Linked DNA regions of Bos taurus: region 2 is linked to region 1. Evidence: chromatin contacts called from public Hi-C data. All regions are on one chromosome and are shown on one strand. Each heading gives the region's core, a stretch centred on a gene start, on an enhancer-like site or on the middle of the called end of the contact. The rest is flanking DNA. Distances are from core to core; before and after follow the strand shown.

The links. A called contact is a pair of places that touch in the nucleus more often than the background predicts.
Region 2: a contact with region 1 is called in a Hi-C map of skeletal muscle, with 3 times the contacts expected there. The contact joins two enhancer-like sites. A contact is called at or near these places in 2 of 11 Hi-C or Micro-C datasets (liver and skeletal muscle).

Annotation. Positions count from the first base shown.
Region 1 is chr18:11,409,317-11,415,914 of ARS-UCD2.0, forward strand. The region is part of intron 2 of GSE1 (Gse1 coiled-coil protein); the gene reads left to right. Among named protein-coding and RNA genes, the nearest start is that of GSE1, 160 kb to the left of the region's middle. Within about 2 kb of position 4,290, at least 34 of the 102 cell types and tissues checked have an H3K27ac peak or open chromatin away from gene starts, as enhancers often do. A contact at or near this core is called in liver and skeletal muscle, where this site is marked.
Region 2 is chr18:11,595,751-11,602,348 of ARS-UCD2.0, forward strand. The region is part of intron 2 of GSE1 (Gse1 coiled-coil protein); the gene reads left to right. Among named protein-coding and RNA genes, the nearest start is that of GINS2, 85 kb to the right of the region's middle. Within about 2 kb of position 3,826, at least 41 of the 102 cell types and tissues checked have an H3K27ac peak or open chromatin away from gene starts, as enhancers often do. A contact at or near this core is called in liver and skeletal muscle, where this site is marked.

The sequences.
Region 1 (6,598 bases), core at 3,040-5,539:
GCCAGGAATCCCTCGACCCCTGGGTCCTGCGGGAGTTGAACCGCGAGGGGCAGGCAGGAAGTGGCCGCCACCTTCCACCCTCCAGAGCGCGGCTCCCGTCTGCAGCAGCTGGGGCGTGAGCCGGCGGGGGGAGGCCGGGGGCCGGGGGAGGGCGGCCGCGTGGTTGATCTGTGTCTCGCTGGGCAGCCCTGGCTTGCCGCCCTTGACCTCTCCGCTGGCGTCTCAGGACTCTGGTCCGGTCGGAGCCGGTCTGCAGACGCTGGGCAGGCTTCCTCTGCTGCTGCTGCCGCCTTGTCACCCCGCCCCCTCGGCCCCCCTCCCTGCAGGCTGAAGGGAGCTGCCCCTTGGGGGTCAGGCCGGGGGCCCAGGGGCAGGGAGAGCCCGCTCCCATGGACCCGAAGAGCCCCACGTGGCCGGCGCTGCTGCCGGGTGAGTCCCTGGGATGGCCCCATCTGGGAAGGGGGTTTCTGGGTCGGTGCCCAGACTCACAGGGTGGAAGGCCGAGATGGGGGAGCCGACACTGAGCTGGGACTCGGTGAGAGGTGTGTGTCCTGGCTGCAGGGACACAGCGGTGTGTGTGTGTGTGTGTGTGGAACACAGCGTGACCCAGGGGAGAGATGGAGAGTCCCCAGGGGCTGGCCCAGTGGCCCCAGTCTGAGCTGGGGCCCAGGGGCAGGAGTTGGGATCATAACGAGGTGCAGCGGAGCTCCGCAGCATGGCAGCAAACACTGCAGCCCTGGGTCCCCCTGCGCGTCCCCTCTGCCCCCATCGCGGCGGCTTCTCTGCCCAGCGTGCCGTCACGGGGCCCAGGCTGGCACGGGGCCTGGCGCTGGGCGCCCAAGGGTGTGCACAGGTGAGCCTGCTGTCCTCCCAGCTATTGTAGGCAAAGCGCAGAGCCGGGTGGCTCAGAGAGGCACCGACTCCTACCACCCCTTCCTGCAGAGGGGAAACTGAGGCTCACAGGAGGGCACGTCCCTGCTGGGGGGCTCCTCTGGGCCTGCTCCGGGCACCCAGGGCCCCCTCCCCAGAGGACAAGCTGCCCCACCTCCCAGTGCTGCAGGTGCCCCGTGGCCTGACGCCTGCTTGTCCTGGCAGGACTAGGGCTGTCCCCATCCTAGCGGAGGGTCTAGAACTCGGTGACTCATCTGCCAAGTCCCTTCCTGCTTCTGGAAGTGAGAGGAAGATATGGCAGGAGGACCGGAAGAGGAGCCAGGCAGACCCAGGAATGGAGGAGCGAGTGGAGGGGGCCAGGGCAGCCTCTGAGGAGGCGCCGGTGGGACCACAGGAGTGCTCGGAGCTCCCCGTCCCACACCAGTGGGGACGCACAGGCCCCTCCCCTCCCTCCTCCATCACGACCACCTCTTGGCTCCTAGGACAGCAGGCCGGGCCCCGGCTTGGGAGGTGGGGGCATGGACTTTAGTCCCGACTCCCACCTCCCACCTTGGATTGAGTCTGACCACAGTAAGCACGCTGACAAAGAGGGCACGCCCCCGCTGCCCGCTTGTAGGCCGGGTGACTGCGAGTCAGCGAGCGCCCCAGCCTCGGTGGTGTGCAAGCAGGAGCCTCCCACCTATTGGGCAGGTCACGGAGGAGCAGAGGCCAGATGGGAGGGTCTTCCTACCACGCCTCAGTTCCGGTGCCCACCTCCTCCACGTGCCTGTCTGTGCAGCAAGGACCTCCTTTATACCGAGGCCCTTTGGCGCCCGTGGCAGGCGCCCATTCAGCAAACCCCCCGCGCCCTGCGTGCCAGGGCCCTTCCTCCCCCGTGTTCCAGGCGAGCAGCCGGCGGTCCCCAGGCCGGTCAGCTGCATGGCAGAGCTAGAATGAAAGTGAGGCACAGAGCTGCGTGGCAGAGCTAGAATGAAAGTGAGGCGCAGAGCTCGGGTCCTGGGCCACCATACGGGGTAAGGCGTGTCCTCAGTCACAGGCGGCCCGCCCCCATTTAGGAAAACGCTCCCTGAGCTTTGAGAAGTCCAGAAGGTTCGCCGGGGTCGCTACAGGGCTTGGGCTGGGAAGACCTTGCTGGGAGGCCCCAGGTCCCCTGCCAGGCCGGGGACAGCCCCAGTCCTGTCTGGACGGGCAGGTGCCAGGCCACACGTGGTGATGGCTGGCAGGACAGCTTGTCCTCCCAGGGGGCAGGGTGCTGGGTGCCTGGAGCAGGCCCTGGCCCAGCCTGCCTCATGGGTACTGGGAGAGCAGCCAGGGGCCACTGGGGGCTTTGATCCCATCAGCCTTCCCAGACTCCAGCCCCTTCCCCATACCCTTGGCAGCCAGAGGGACCACATTTTCCTCAGGCCCTGCCCCCGACACTGCCTGGTACCCAGCATCTGCACTTCCTGGGATTCTTGGACCAGAACATCCCTAAACAGAGGAGCGGAGCTGTGCCTTGGCCTGTGTGGTGGGTGTGGGGTCTTGGAGGGCAGTGTGCCCCTTCCTCCAGGTGGCAGCTCTGCTCCACCTCCTGCAGAAAGCCTTCAGGGATTGCTCTGTCCTCAGACCCTCCCTTTCCCCTCAATATTACGTCTTTTTCTCAGCTCCAGAGTGGGAAGGGAACTCTTAACTTCACCCAGGTCTAAACCAGGGCATGTGTGAGAACACAGGTGGCACAGTTACCTCTTATGTGGGGACATTAGCTGAAAACCAGGACTGTCCCAGGCAAGCAGGGACATAGAGTAGCCTAGCTTATACCATGATTGTTGGCCATTTGGGGTCCTGACTTCTCTGGTTCTCTTTCTTGTCAAATAAGACAGACAGAAATGGAAAGGGGACAGAAGGGAAGGGAAAGAGTCAAAAGCACAGGCTCTTGTGTTGCTGCTTTTCAGCGGAGCCTCAGCTTTCTCATCTGCGAAGTGGGCGTGCTGGTGGCGTCTGCCACACAGGGTCACCATGGGGTTAAACGAGGCTGCACGCACAGCACGTGTTCAGTCATGCTGTCCTTTTTCCAGCACCACGCCATGTCAGACAGGGCCTCCGACGTCCTGCTTGCTGCCTAGCAGAGGGTCTGTGCACAGTAGGTGCTCAGTAACATTTCTAGAAGGATGGATGGATGGAGAGTGGAGAATGAATGGATGGATGGATGGATAGAGGGTGGAGGATGGAAGGATGGATAGGAAGTGGAGGGTGGGTGGATGGAAGGATGGATGGGTGGGTGGATGCTTGACTGAATGAAGAATGAATGAATGCCGGGTCTCCTCTCTTCCCAGGCAACATGGAGACCCCAGCCCACAGGGAGCAGACAGCCCGGGGCAGGAATGACTGCTTTTGTTCCCACAGTCCTCTGTGGTCACCCGTCACCATGGCAGGACCACACACTCTCTGCATCTCCTTCATAAAACACAGGCCCTGGCTGCCCACCAGGCTTCCCTCCTTCCCTTTGATTTCCATCAGGACAGACGGAGAGGCCAAGTGGATTTCAGATCAGTTGCTCCCTACCCCTTCTCCCTGGGGGCTGTGTGTCTGTCTGTCTGTGTGTCTGAGTACGCGTGTCTGTGTCTGTGTATGTTGGTGTGTGTTGGGGGTTGACACGCGTGGTTCCCTTGCATGTTCACGGGCACGTGTGCGCACACCCAGAGGTTTCAGTGGGCCAAGGGAATTAGTGTGCAGACGGTGGCTTGGGCAGCCAGCCAGGCCCACTGTCCCTGGAGGCGGCAAGGGGCCTGGACGTGACGTGTGTCTGACCTGCTGGTTTGGCGGGGACCGTGGAGGAGAGCGTCCCTGAGGCCGGCTTCTGGGACCCCAGCCGCCTCCTTCGGGGGCACCCACTGCTGCCCCAGCCTCTGTAGGGTGGGGACAGACAAGTGACTGAGGCCAGCCTCCCTGCCCCTTCTCCAGCGACAGTGGCTCCTCACCCTCCCCGAGGGGGCCAGGAGACCACCCCAGGCATCCCCTCTCCCCAGACGTGGGGTGACAAGTGGGGCTCTGGACCAGGCTGGCCCGGGGTCAGATCCCCGCACGTGGCTCCGGCCCCTTCCCTGCGTCTCCCCCTCCCCCAGGCGATGGCTGACCACACAGTCTCAGGAGCCAGACCCCGCAGGCCGATCTGAGCCCGTCTCCCCGTCCGTGCAGTGGGCACAGCCAAGGACGTCCGTCTTCCCTAGCGAGGGGGAGGCCGGGCTGCTGAGGCCTGCCCTGGCCCCCAGGGGCTGGTCCGGGGTGAGTGCAGTGCTGGGTGGGCTGGCCTGGCCGCCTCGCGGCTCCCTGATGGCAGGCTTGGGCACAGACAGAGCCTGTGGCCTGGCGGTGTGGGGCGGCGGTTCTGCTCCCCCGCCCGCCTGCCCTCTTGCCCGCCGCCGTGTGGTCCCGGCGGGGGACACGTGAACACAGCCTGGCTCTGTTCTCGGAGCTGTGGGAGGCAGGCTGTCACCGCGGGAGCCAGAAGCTGGAGGTGCGCCCGGGAGTGGGGGAGGGTGGCGGATGTCTGCGCCTTCCTTCACCCTCAGCGCCCGGCCCTGCCAAGCCACAGGTGCCCCCGCGGCTTGGCGGGGAGGACTGGGGCTGGGCGAGGCGGGGAGGGGGGTCTTCTAGCGAGAGAGGTGTCCAGGGTGACACAGGTTGGTCAGCATGGCGACTGTTACCAGAACTGCGGGCCCCGCAGGGCTTCTGAACTGCTCCCGCCGTTGCTCAGGCTGTGCACTGCACAATCTCAGAGGGTCCCCTGGGCAGACTTGCTCAGTGTGCTGTGGCCTAGGGCCTCCCACCCTCTTCTCCACCAACCAGGTCTTTGTCTTCGGTTCTGGAGCTCTGGTCGTCTTTGATCGGAAGCCTGGCGTGCTGGTTGTGGTGGGGGCATGTGAATGACCGTGGGTGACAGAGCACCCACCTCTCGTGGGCGGCATGTGGTTTGGGGGGGTTGCAAGAGCCATGTCTGTCCTTCAGAGGTCAGAGTGACGTCTGCGTGTTCTGAGTGTCCCATGCATCCCATTCCCCAGGGGCATCTGTGTGGCGTCAGCACCCCGTGGGTTCCACAGCCCCTGCCCCCACCTTGCCCTGCCCCTCTCCCTCCTAGCCTGCCTTGCCAATATATAACGTCTCAACTTGAGGGCTCACTGCGGGCTGCTGGCCAAACAGAACCTGGAAAAAGAGACACCGACCGAAGAGAGACTCATGAGCTTCGGGCAAGTCACCTAACCTCTCTGTGCCTTTGTTTCCTCATCTCAGAAGCAGAGCTCATAGGCTGGATTGTAGGGTTGTGGATAGATTAAATGAGGTGAAAAGCACTTAGGGACGGGACAGCGTGTAGAAAATGCCAGTTGCTTCCTCACTCCATGTGCCTTGGGTAGAAGCTGCCAGCTTTGTTCTCTGCTCTGACACCTGGAGGTCCTGGCAGTTAGGAGGCTGGGGTTCACCTCCGTTGTCCCCCAGGGGTGGCTGGCACCAGACTTGGCGTGGGGTGAGCCCTGGATTCGTAAACAGCTGCAGGGCTGCAGGGGGCGGCCTCCCTCTCTCCCTCTCTGGGACCTGGGTGGGGGCAGGCCTGAGCCCCCTGTCACCCCAGCTCCTCTGCCCATGCCGGCCCCACCTCCCCAGCACAAGGAAACCACAGGCTCGGCGCTGCCTCTCAGCCTTATCTCAAGGCCTTCTGCAGACAGCCCTGTCCCCAGGAAAGGGGCTTATCGGCCTGCTCATCTGTGCCCCAGCCAACTGGGAACACGTGGTCAGGCAGCAGGGAGCTCAGAGTCGGGCAGAGGCCGCACTCACACTGGTCTTATGCAGCCCCCTCCTTCCTCCACGGGCACTCTGGGCATCTTAGGAAGGACCATGGGCCCAGGCTCCCTTCCTAGGCTCCATGACATTCAGGACCCACCAGCCCCTTCCCCAGCCTGCCGACCCGGCGCCCTCCACGGGGACACCGTCCACTTGGGCTGGCCTCCCAGGGCTCGTCTGGAGAGTGGGTGTGCGTGGGAGGGTCGAAGTCGGGAAGCCCGTTTTGGGGCAATGAGCTGTGGGGAGCCACCCAGCCTCCCTGATGCCCCGCTCACGGCAGGGGGACCCGGTTCTCCCCCTTGTACAAGCAACAACTTATGAGCGTTGAGCACTTATTGCGCCGGGTCTTCCCGCCCAGTCCAAGCCTCCTGGGCGCCCCAGCCCTGCCAGCCTTGGTGGCAGAGAGGCTTATTTTCCAAACCCAAAGATAGGCCCTCAGGCAGGTATCTGGCCTTGGGAAGGCAAAACGTGATTTCTAGAATATTCCTGTGGATTATAAGAACTGCAGGACTGGCCGGGAAATTCTAACATGGATAGTCACTATCTCCCTGAATGGTAGCAGAAAGTCACAGGTAGAGACCTTGTCTTCAGGGGTCTTAGAGTCCAGCCGGGCACCCCAAAGGTTAAGGGCACACATCGGAGAAGTCTGGGAGGGCTTCCTGGAGAAGGAGAGACAGCACCATGACTTGAAGGATTCCAGGATTCCAAGGAGGGTGGTGGGGGTCCTACTGGAGACAGAGGGAGACTGTTCTCTCAGGAAGGGGTGGAACTCCAGGGCCTCATCTGTACTGGGCGGAGGTTGAATCCTGCCCCATCTCCTCCTGGAATCCCAGAGTCAGGCCCTTGTTTCTGCAGACGAGGAAAGTGAAGCCTGGGTAGCCACTGGTCAAGGTCA
Region 2 (6,598 bases), core at 2,576-5,075, 190 kb after region 1:
GGCAGCCCAGGGTTAAGAGCCCGACCTCTGCCACCGCGTTCCCCCGGGTCACTCGGGGCCCTCGCCCCTCCTGCTCCCCGGAGGTGACCTTGGCTACCGGACAGCCGACTGGAATGGCGGGGCGGCGGGGGCTTCCCAGGCCAGGCCTGGACTTGCCCACAGGTCCCCAGGAGAGCCTGGCTCCTCCCTAGGTGGGCAGTGGTCGAGGAGGGCGTCTGGAGAGGGTTGCCCTGGTTTTCCCTCCCTTTATCCCTTCTGCGGGTCTGCGTGAGACGCAAACGTGCAGAGGTCGGGGCCAGATCACAGCTACTCCATGACAGTCCCTTCCCCTCCGGGCACCCGCTGTCAGTGGGGGGGTGGGGGTGGGAGGGGAGGCTGGGGCTCCAGCTGTCAACAGGAGAGGTCCGGACACCCCACCCCCTCGCATTTGCCCCCAGCTCTTGCTAAAGATCCTCCTTCCTTTCCCTGACCCCAGGAGCTCCGCTGTGTGGCCTAGCAACCAGTACTTCACACACTCCTCCCCATCTTTCCCCCAGTATCTGAGACTGCAGCCCCGTGCGATCTGTATCTAGAGTGGGATGTGGTGCCTGGAGAGATGAATTCCAGAGGCGGGGATGGGAAAAGCCTCCTTGGAAGAGATAAGATTTAAGCTGGGCTTTGAAGAATGGAGAGAATTTCTGGGCCAGTGATAGCTGGCTGGAGAGAGAAAGGGGACTTCGGAGTGTGAGTGATGGAGGCTGGGCGGCAGGGCCTCCTGCCGAGACGGGATGGGGGGGTGACGGAGGGGGTGGCAGGGCAGGCCCCCTGTCCGTCATCCCTGAGGCCCCTAGTGGCACCCTCTCCGCTGGTAGCCTTGGGGTGGGTGGACCCATCATGCAGAGGGACTTGCAGATCCCAGGGCTCTGGGCCATGGGTCCCCCAACCCTCCTGGAAGGGAGAATGGTTTTCAGACCCCAGGACAGCTGGCTGGTGTGCTACAACCCTGCCTCGCCCCGAGGTATCCGCAGCAGTAGCTACAGAGAAATGCTGCTGAGTACAGGAGAACAGCCAGGGTCTGGATCTGGCTTGGAGCGAATGTGTGTGCCCTAGGCAAGTTAATTAACCTTCTCTGGTCTCCTCACCGGGCTTTGTGATGGAGGTCAGGAGGCCGCCTCGCAGGGCCCAAGGGGATTAAATGACAGGAGTTGAGCAGCTCTGGCACATGTTAGGTGTGTGGTAAATGGCAGAAGTGGACCTCCCTTCCCACCTGCACTGACGGCCAGGTCCCTGACGCTTGTTTGTCGATCAGGTGCTGAATGGGGTGGCCAGGGTGATGGAAAATGATGGTGACATGCAGCCCTCAGGTGCTGGAACAGCGGTTTAGGGTAGACAGTGCACTGAGTCCTGCTGATCCCAGAGAAGGCAGGGTGATAAACAGCAGGACCTATGCAGGCTCTCCACCCCTACCCCCGGCATCAAGGGCCCAGCACAGCCCGGGCTGGACCCGGGCCGGGACACCTGCACTCCAGGGAACCTCACCTGGCCGGTGGGGGCCTGGCTGGTGGTACTGGTAATGGGTAAGTTGCCCACCCACCCTCCTGTCTTTCCAGCTCCTGGGTGCCTTGAGGTGCCCTCCCTGTCAGCGCCTCTCACCTCGGGCCTGGTGTTTTCAGTTCTGTATTTGGGAAGGCCAGTGTGTTTGCTGAGTGACTGAATGCCCACCATGTTGGTCAGTGGCATCGCTTTCTTTCCTGCAGATCCCTCGTCAGTATCTCTGAGGGTCAGTTTAAGGAGGGGCTTTTACTTCACTGAGGGCTTCATCGTATAGGTTTCCCGAGTTCCAGGCTGCTCGCGGGGCTTCCCTGGTGGCTCATCCACGGGTGATGCAGGAAACCCGGGTTCAATCCCTGGGTCAGCAAGATCCCCTGGAGGACGGCATGGCAACCCACTCTAGTATTCTTGCCTGGAGAATCCCATGGACAGAGAGGAGCCTGGCGGGCTCCAGTCCACCAGGTCGCAGAGTCGGACAGGATGACTGAGCGTGTGAGCTGCTGGAGGTGGGCTGGATTTTGAAGGAACCTCCTGAGGAGGTGCTCAGCCAGGAGAAGGCCTCCTGATCTCTGCTTCCTGCTCCAGTTAATTTGACCCCAGTCGGGGGTGTGAGCGGGCACTCACCAGCATCCTCTTGCCCCTAGCACCAGGGAAACAGGATCCTGGTGAGCTGGGTCATTGGGGCAGGTGTCCCCACTCCGGGAAGGGTCCCCATTTGGCCCCCCCCTCTGCCATGGGACTGACCATGGCCTTCGGTAAAAGTTGCCCTTTTACTCCAACCTTCTTTTTCTGTCCGGTTCCCAAGCATCTGGGGAAGAAGGAGAGGAGGGCTGAGCCCAGGGAGGGCTCTGGACCGGCTACGGGGTGGGAACAGGCCCCACCGGGAGGGGAAGAAACGCCCCTGAAGAAATGGAGGGCTGCCAGCCCCAGCCTGAGTGGCGGGAAGTGGAGGAGTCAAGCCACCAACCTCGCTAGCGCGGAGCGCACGGGCTGCGGGAGAGCAATTCTCACCCTTCAACCCGGAGGCCATGCTCCGGATTACTGATTTCCCGGGGCCGGGCGCACCGACAGCGAGTGTCACCCATCGCCACCGTGCCAGCCCGCCTGGTGGCCGCCAGCATTTTTCTGGCCGGGGGCGGACAAGCCAGCTCGCCGCTGCCCCCGTGCGGCCGCGGGGCGTCCCTGCAGCTCCCCGAGGCCTCGACGGGCTGTACTGGGAAAGGGAGACTGGTTGCAGGTGTGAGCAGCTCCCAGCACAGCTCCCATTGCACCAGTGTGTGCACGTGACCTTGAGCAACTGCGGCCTCGACTTCCTCATCTGGGAACCGGGATCAGGCTCCCCGTCCCGCCATGCAGCGGAACCAGATGCCTGGGAGGGGGCGGGGGAATCTACCAACTCTGAATAAAGTAGCCAAACGATGAACCCAAGTGGCCACTCCACAAAATTCTGTGTTTTGCCACGGTGGTCCTCAGACATGTGGAAGAACTTGACCTCCCCCTCTCTACCACCACCATCAGGGTCTCCCCAGGATGAAGGGAAATGAGCTGGCCCACCGTGTCCTGGTGAGAGAGTTGGAGGGTGGGCCCCAGCGTCCAGACCTGGGGACGGGGCTGGGAGGAGAGTCCGATCCAGGTGCGAGTTTTCCTGCGTAAGTTACTCCCCCCGCCCCAGCCTGTAGTCCAGGTGGGAAAGTGTGGGACCCGCCCCCAGAGGTTTTTTAATTTGGTTTTTCAGGCCCTAGGCCCTAGGTTGAATTCTCCTGACTCCTCCCTCCCCCACCCCCCTCCTCCCGGAGACTCCCGGCGGCGATGGAGGCACCGCGTCCTCCGCGCCGAGTCTGCTGTCCCCTGCTGAGTGTGAGTTCCCGGAGGCCGCGCCGTGGGGACACCGTGTGGTGCGTAAACGAAAGCGTCCGGCGGAGGCCTAGGCCCGCACGAGGGAGGCGCGGCCCGAAGCCAGGCGGTGGGGGGTGAAGGGGAAGCGCCCCTCCCACGAGGTGCCAGGGCCGGCCGGCCGGCCCCCACAGGTAGGAGCCGGTAACGGCCCCCGGCTCGGCCTCGCAGGTCCGTTTCCCTTTTCGTTTGTGGTCGGCCAGGAGCCTTGTGCAAGGCGAGGGGCCGACCCGCGTGCCCTCGGCGGAAGGCGGAGCAGGGGAGTGGGTGGCTTGGGGGCGTCCGTCCGCGCCCTGCCCCTCGCCCCCCGGGCGGGCGGGCACCCAGGCGAGTCCTGCTCCCCGCTGGCGCGGGCTCCGACTGCTCCAGGCCCGCCAGCGTCATCGGGAACAGATGGATGGGGGGTGGCAGGCGCCCAGCGCTCCCTCCCGTCGCAATCCGGACTGGCGCGGGGAGGGAAGGGAGGGCGGGAGAGGGAGGACGAGAGGCGGGGGAGGCTGGGCCCGCGGGGACGGCTGCGTGCGCGCCTGCCAAGCGCGGCGCGGGCATGTCCTGGGGCAGGTTTGGGGCTGGCAGAAGCGCGGGCTGGCACCGGCGGCCGAAAGTTGAAACCCGCAGCGCGGCGCTACGGCGGGGTGCTGAGGGGTGGGTGCTGGTTTGCCTCCGGGGCTGCAAAGCAGGAAGGCTGTAGATGGAGAGGATTTTCAAAAAGAGGATGTACAGGCAGAGACCCCGGTGCATCCGAGCAACCCTGGGAGCTTGGGACGCGCGGGGTCAGAGCGCGGGGCGCGCCAGGGCCAGGGGGCGTCGGGCGAGGCGGGCCGCCATTGACCCGGCGCTTCCCGGAGACGCGGGGCTGGGGGCGGGTAGGGGGTGCCGGGCTGGTCCTCTGCGCCCGCCGCCGGTGGGGGCGGGGAGGCCAGGGCCCTCCGCTCTCGCCGTGCCGCCTGTGGGTGCCCAGGAATTTCAGGACGCTCCCTGAGTCATTCCAGTCTGTCAAGTGCCTGGGTGAGGTGGTGGTGGCGGTGGTGGTGGGGTGCCAGGAATGGGGAGGCGCTGTTCTGGGGCCGGAGGCCCAGTGGGTCGTGCCAGTTTCTGGAGGCGGGCGGCCTCGCCTCTGACCGCAACCCCAGCTACTTAATGACCCCCCTGGCGGAGCGGCGCCTGCGTGGACTCTCCAGCCGCTGGGACGTGAGTTCTTTAAAAGAACTACCCCGCCGCCCCCCGCACTGTGGCCTTCCCCAAAGTTACTTAGAACGAGAAGGCGGAGCTCTTGGAATTTGGGGGGAAGAAGGTGCGTAGGCCCGAGTCCTTAACATTCAACTCTTTCAAATTGGGAGAGTTAAGAGGGGCTGGGGAGGAGAAACGCACACAGCCTACTTTGTCTGCCCCCTCCTGCCCCCACCCCCCAACACAGACACCAGCTCCGAAAAAGTTTTCCTCTAGGAGGCCTCCAGCACACGTGAGTTTGTCCGCTCACTTCTCGGGGGGTCTGCTTTGTGGCACACGCTGTTCTCGACGCTCGGAAAGCAGTCGGGAGACGCGCACGGGCGCTGCTCGCCTGGTGGGCGTGTTGAAAGTGACCGCTCCCAGCTTTTGGAATCCAGTGGCTGGTCTCGGACACCAGTGTAGGTGGGACCCCTGAGCAGTGAAGCCCGGGGTCCCCGGGAACCTGAGGGTGGCACTTCCCCTACCTGCTGGTGTCCTCGGCTCACCTGGCCGGCCTGTCTGGGGAGGGGCGTGTGCCCGCGCGGGTGTACCCGGGCGCCGGTCGGTGCGCGCGCGCGAGCGCGTGTGTTTGCGGCTGAAACCCGACACCTCCCGCTGGCTGAGGTCAGAGAGCCGGGAGCGAGCCAGTGGCCCGAGAGTGGGCGGCGTTGCGCTTGGGTGTGTCCTCGGCGGCGGCGACAGCAGCAGGTGTTTCTTGGCCGGGGCCCCGGAAGCTCCACCTCCCCAGCGGGCCAGAGCCGCCGCCGCCGCCGCCGCCGCCGCCGCGCAGCCCCGGGTGAGATAAGCAGTTTAGACAAACACTGGGCGACGGTGGCTCCAGCATGTGTCAGCCGAGGCGGAGCGGCGGGGCCCTGGCATGAAAGGTGAGCGCGTCTAGCCGGGCGGGCGGCGGTCTCCGCGCGCGCCCCCACCCCCCGCGCCCGCCCCCCTCTCCTCCAAGTTCGTGGGTTTCGCGGGGGCGCCGCCAACGGCTCCGGGGCAACTTCCCCCGGAGTGTGTGCGGCGATAAGAGCCGGGCGGGCAGGCCAGCGACCCAAGGCCCCGCGTCCCGCGGCTGGTCGCAGCCTGGGCGTCCGGCCTCCAGGGGGGCTCGGGCCTCCCCGGGGCTCGGGCTCGGTGGCTTCGTTAGGCGAGTGGTGCTTTACGAGCGTGCGGCGGGTGGGAAGCAAGGGAGCTGGGGGGCTCTCTGTGAGCTGTCTACGCTCCAGAGCCGGAGTGAAAACTTTGCGGCGGCGGGGGAGGGAGCGAGGGGGGCGGCGCTGCGCCCCCGCGGCAGGTGCTGGCGGCGGCTGCGGTGGGCGGGGGGCATCGCCCGCTGGGGCCGCGAGGTTGGGTTTTTTTTGTCTCGCTCCCCTCCCCCTTCCCTCGGAGCTAGGGAGACCGCCGGGAGGGCGGGACTGCAGCCTCCAGGTCTCCGACCCCCACGCCCTGCTGTCCAAGGGCGCGCCCCGGGCTCCACGGCTTCTCCCCCGCTTCTCTGCTCCCCCCCGCCCCGTAGGAGCCGGTCCCCTGCCCCTCCTCCCGCTGAAGATGGCTGCCCCGGCCTCCGAGGTGGGAGGTGATTGCATCCGCCGCCCCCCACCCGCGCTGCCCTTTCCCCCCCCTCCTCGGCCTTTCTTGCTCCGCCTGGATGCGCCTCCCCGCCCCCAGCCCGGCAGCCGCGCTGATGGGCGGCGAGTGGCCCGACCGAGTGGAGCCGATTCAATTATATTGCAGCAGCAGAGACACCTCGTCGGCCGCCCGCCCGCCTCTCCAGCAGGCTAATTAAATTCCCTCCGTGGAGGCGGAGCGGGAGTCGGGCTCGTCCTCCCGCCTCCCCCCTTCCCACTCCCCCTCCCGAGTTTGGGGTGGGGGATTAATGGGACCCCTGAGAAGTGCGCAGGGGAGATGGAGGCGCGGGGTCGTGGGGGGAAGGGGTCGTTCGGATTGGGTGAAGTGTTGCCGC